Linked DNA regions of Mus musculus: region 1 is linked to region 2. Evidence: chromatin contacts called from public Micro-C data. All regions are on one chromosome and are shown on one strand. The core of a region is the stretch at or near the end of the contact, and the rest is flanking DNA. Distances in the headings are between cores, read along the strand shown.

Region 1 (2,700 bases), core at 76-2,575, 3.9 Mb before region 2:
GGCGGTAGTCTCCGCTCCTACATCCCCACCCACCCGGCAACCCAGGGATTCGTCCAACCTAGGCTGCAGGCTCAGAGGGGAGCCCACGACTTTGCTCCCGCCAGCCGCGGGCCCCCGACCTTGCCAGCCCTTCTCCCATTCAGTGCCACCACTCACCGCACAGCTTGTTTCCGATGCCGCCCGTGAACTTTTGGGCCACCTGGCACCACGCTCTCGCTGCAATCGCCAGGCAGGGAAAAGCGAATCGGAAAGAAAACAGACGGGCGAGTGAGAATTTTCGTTCCAAGTGAACCAGGTCTTTAAGTCCAGAGTCTGGGGGCCCGGCGCCAAACTCGAAGCAGCCACCAGCTAGCGACTCTGCTTTCAGCAGGTGGGGGAGTCCGAGGGAATCTGACGCCGGGGCCAGCCCTTTCCTTGCGGTGTCCCAGAAAGAAAGCAGCTCACAACGCCGCCCTTTGCACTTTGTTCGCCAGGTTCTCGGGTTTCCAGACTCTCCCTGCCCTCACCTGGGCTGCCTTTCCTAAACCCGAGGCTGTTTGTTTCTCACCGCGCTTGCCTTTCAGACCCCAAACTCTTTCCTGCTCCCATTTTGTCTTTCCCTGCCCAGGGTCTAGACGTCCCGAGGCAAAGCCTAGATCTTTGATTTCTGACTCCCGCAGACGCTGCAGTCTTTCAGGAGCCTATGTTTAGGGGAAGGGGCCTAGACAACCCTGGGCTTTTTCCCTGGGGGACAAAGGACTGGGTGGGGGGGGGGGTTGGTGTTCTCACACAGTTACGGACTTAACCCAGAGAGCCGGGCGAAGCGCCCGAATAAGTTTCCTGTTGCAGATGTCAAAGCTTTGATGATCAGCCTAGCCCTGCAAACCCTAAACCACCCACAAAGCTCTCCCGCTGCAGGTCCTGATTTTCCTACCTGTGCCCGGGTTCTCAGGATCCGCAGAGCCATCTTCAGATCCGAAGGACCAAAAGCCGGAGCCAGGAGACGCCATGGGTTCTGCTAGACTGGCGCTGGTCGCCTCCAAGTGGCTGTGGCAAGCTGCCTTTGCCTCGACCCTGCACGAGAGTGCGTGCGTGTGCGAGTACGTGTGGCGGGAGAAGGGCACCGCGCGAGGGCTGGAGCGGCAGCGCGACGAGGGTGGGTGTCACACAGGGACAGGAAACGTGCTGTCTGCGTATGCCAGTGCTCGTGCGTGTTTGTATGTTCCAGTCAGGGCGCAGGGACGCGCTGCTGTGCTCTGCGCCGCCGAGGTTAAATGGGGGGAGTAGCCGTGATCCTCGCAGTCTGGAGATTGGAAAGTGGAAAGGGCCCAAGAGATTTTTAGGGAGAGGGAGCTTGGTGGGGAGATGAGAGAGTGACGGAAGGGAAATGGAGGCGCTGGGTCGTGAGGTGCGAGTCAGATGCGGGGGAGGGAGGCGTGCCTGCGTAGTGCTGACCCAGCCACAGGCGCTCCAGGTCTGCTTCTGCCGGAACGCGCTGTCCAGGGTGCTACCACAGCCCTCAGCACGCTGGCCTAGGTGACCCCAGGGACAGGGAGACCTTGGCAAGATTGGAATGGTGGCCGAGGGCAATTTCACGTGTGCATCGATTGGCTCATTGTTTGAGGGCTGTCTCTGGCTGCTGCCGAGCAAAAGTGGTTCTCGCGCCCGCCTTCCTCCAAACCAGTGCTGAGGTCGCTGTGACCTCAAGAGCCCAGGCCACCTGGCCTCAATCAGGAAGAGCTCCAAAGCTTGGGGAAGGAACCAAGGAGGGAGGAAGGTGGACCGCTTCCACACCAACGAACTCATTTCATCTCCTTAGCAGAGCCTAATGTCTGCCTGCTGAGCTGAGCCAGCCTGGGGGGTGGGGGTGGGGGTCGTACGGTTTCTGTGCAGTCATGCCTGGGTCCCCAGACCCATCGTCCAGGTTTTGACTGACGGCTGAAGAGAAAGGCTGCTGATTGAAGCAATTAAAATCCACGCTGGAATCTATCACTGAGGACCTCAGGCTGAGAAAAATTAAATAAATAAAACGAACAGAAACTTCTTGGAGTGGGTGAGAGCTGACACATACACAGGATTCAGGGAGTCTCAAAGTAAGCGAATCAGTTTTTCCAAATCCCAGGAAAAGGCACTCCCATCTTTTCAGGGATACTCAACCCACTGACCTCGTCCCTTCCCAAGAGGAGTTCTTGCCATCAGCAGGTGCCTAGGAACACAACAGTGGCAATTTCCCAGCCCAGAAAGAAGTAGTTTCGTTTGTGTTTTCTAATAAAGGAATGAAAAAATCCTTTCTGTTTCCCTTTTCCCAAAGGCTCTTAAATGCAGGGACGGCGCCTTGAGGAAGATTTGGGGCCCTCTGGCTCCGCTTCCGTTTCCTCTTGCCTATACTAAACCCATAGTTCCAGGCTTACAGAGAGCTCAAGAAAGACTTGCAGGAAAGTGCTGCTTTAAACCGTTCCCGATCTCCTTTCCTTCTCTCCGAGCGAGGGACTGCAGCTTCCCTGCTCTCCATAGTCCTTTATTCCTTCTTTGAGTTTTTCAAATGAGTCACCAAAGCTGTTGCCGGAGGAGAAACCCTGGGACCTTTAGTCTTGGTGACCAGGATCACTTATTTTGTTAGGGATCCGGAGACCTCGAATAACTGCAGATGACCAAGTGCATTCTCTCCACAAAGCTTTATCTTCTTCCCAAGGTTTCCAGAATCCAGGGGGGCCAGGGAGG
Region 2 (2,700 bases), core at 53-2,552:
TTTTCTTAAGACCTAGTAAGTGGCATCAAGCTTACAGTTCAGTCAGAGGCTTTTGTGGAAAGCTGTCTTCTGGGCGATGCTGGAGGCCCCTTCGTGTGTGTGTGTGTGTGTGTGTGTGTGTGTGTGTGTGTGTCCCTCTGCCTCTCTGTCTTTCAGCCTCAAATCATAAGGTGACTACAGACAAAGACATTTAGAGCAGAGGCTTATGAAGTACGGACCTTTTCCAGGATGTCTAAGTGACTAAGGTGATGGGGAAGGTATTTTCAGTGGTGTAGTCAATGGTAGATTACACTGGTTCCTGTTAGTAATGCTAAACTCATTGGTTCTCCAAACTAGATTTGGATGGAATCCTTTCTGTGGTCTGTGTTTGGTGCCCCATCAGTGTTGTCTCTTCAGAAACACACACACACTCACTAGTGGTGGTGGAACAAAGATGGATTTCACTAACTGTGACCTCTCCTCTTTCCCCTCCTTCCTTTCAGACTAAGGGGTGGGAAAAGGATGCCCTGTAAGATTCACAAAACCAGGTCCGTTTTGCCTGCTTCGAATGTCCTGGAAAAAATTTCAAGCATACTACTCTTACTCCATTAATGCCTAGAGGAGACCAGTGAAATCAGCCTGGGATTTCTTTGCTTCTAGGAAGTGAATGTGATCTAGGAGTGACAAGAGAGGGATAGACTAGGTCTGGTTAGGGTACGTTCCCATCCAGGAAAACGACTTCTGGCAGTTCATATGGCAGGCCGATTGCAACGAAGATGGAAATAATACCAGGCCTCCTCCACTGCCTCACCCACAAGATACCGCGGAGGGGAGGGAGTCCGGCGGAACTTGGCACCACTTTAGCCTACTTCCTCGGCTCCCCAAAAGCTGAGCTAATAAGGGAGCATAAAGACAATGTGGGCAGCTGGGAAAGAAAGAGGACCGGGGACCAAGGGAGGCTGGGGCGCTGGGTGGTGTGAGGATGAAGTGCGGGATGAAGGATGAGGCCAAGGCGATGAAGGAGGAAGATGGATTCGGGATGAGGTGTGGGACCAGGGTCCCATGAGCTGTGAAGGCTCACCCGCATTCTGCAGTGTCTCGATGTTCTGGGGTTTGGTCGCCTGCTCCGCCACCATCTGCACAAACCGGGTCCGGGCGTTCTGGTACAGCTCGAACACTGCAGAGAGAGGCGAAGTGGAGTAGCCCACCCTAGGAGCCAACCCGTCGGGGCGCCTTCCCAAGGCTCCTACCTTGCAGCACCTGCCGCTGGCTCATGGTGCCGCGGCGCGTGTCGGGTCCGCTCGCCGCGACCCCTCAACGTCCCTCGGGACTGCTCTGTGTACCCACACTCCTGGGCAACCAGTCGGAATCGGAACGCAGCCGTCCTGTCGCAACAGTTAAGTCCCAGGCATGACATCACAATGGTCGATGGAGTGGTGGAGGGACGACCTGATAAGCTGGGACTCCAGTGTTGCTCGAGACAGTCCGTCGGTTGTCACTTCCCTGTAGGCGGTGCACAGGGCGCCAGAGTCTCCCGGGAGGACTTGGTCTATGCCGACCCATCCACGAGGCAGGGTTTTCCCGACTGCAGCGCGACTGCAGCGCGAGCGGGCTAGGGGCTGGAGAGAAGGGGTGCGCTCGGGGACCAGGCGTCAGGCAGATAGACGCGTTGGCCCGGCGTGTCCCCGGATCAAAGCAACACTGGCAACACATTACTCCGTGTTGCTCTTAATGCCTCTCTTCCTTACCTGGCACTTCTGATTTCCGAATTCCTGGAGAGTCACAGCAATCGTGTCCATACACTGAATTACGATATATTAACAACAATTAAGGACACTTAGAGAGTCTGTGGAAAAGCAGAAAAGAAAATAATATGATAAATATCCATCTTGCAGGTTTTTCTAATGACTACCAAGTTTGCTGTCTCTATATTTCAATATGACTTCTAAAAAATAATTTCTTTTAAATTCGGGCCTTATTTTGTTGCTCGGTGACATTTCCAAAAGAGACATTTCTTTTTATCTGAAAAGACCAGCTCACATAAATGGAGCTCCGCAGCCTTTCTTTTTCATCAAATTTAAGCACTACAGTTTACCGTTAGTTCTAGCTCCTCTCTTAAAATTCTGCACCAAATGTTTCAGTGACAGGTGTCAATTTTAAATATTTCTCTCTCTGAAACTACCATTTCACCAGGTGTCAAATGGACAACTAGCCACAGCTGCTGCCTAATCGTGGCAGACCGGAAATCTTTGCTATCACCAAGAGGACGCACACACATCTCTGGTTTTCATACTTGGAATCTTCTACTACAGTCACTTTTAACTCCTGATAGGAGCTCTCTGAAGAAGCCTTGGTATTCCCTGGAGTCCTAGAAGGCTGGGACTAGTGTGTCTAGTCCTCTTCACACCCTGGGACAGCCTTTGGCTTCTGCAGGTCAGCAGTCAGAGACACATCCTTTTACTTAACTCTGTAAGTTTCACAGTGGTCTTCTACATTCTCCCCAACAGGACTCCCAGGTACAGATATAGAGGGAAACCCGGAGTGAATTATTAAAATTGCTAATGGAGTGTACTTAATTTATTTTCAGTTCCCTGTAGCATTTTGAAGACTTAAAAAAACAAAAACAAAAACAAAAACAAAACAAAAAACCCCTCACAACTTAAAGGTCCTGGTGCTTAGTTTCAGTCTTTAGACAATTCAAACTCCTAAATTGCTACACCC

Evidence for each region. Hi-C and Micro-C count contacts between places; a contact is called where the count stands out from the background.
Region 1: a Micro-C map of embryonic stem cells shows a contact between it and region 2, with 9 times the contacts expected there. The contact joins the promoter of Gad2 here to the promoter of Spag6 in region 2. A contact is called at or near these places in 2 of 39 promoter capture datasets (cranial neural crest and embryonic stem cells), 4 of 484 Hi-C or Micro-C datasets (all in embryonic stem cells) and 1 of 115 datasets of contacts at active chromatin or transcription factors (embryonic stem cells).

The regions. Positions count from the first base shown.
Region 1 is chr2:22,620,952-22,623,651 of GRCm38.p6, reverse strand. It overlaps Gad2 (glutamic acid decarboxylase 2), which reads right to left and starts at 1,325. Exons shown (of 16, transcript NM_008078.2): 1 at 914-1,325; 2 at 157-216. The coding sequence starts at 989.
Region 2 is chr2:18,697,624-18,700,323 of GRCm38.p6, reverse strand. Spag6 (sperm associated antigen 6) reads right to left here and starts at 1,302. Exons shown (of 11, transcript NM_001001334.2): 1 at 1,230-1,302; 2 at 1,061-1,156. The coding sequence starts at 1,254.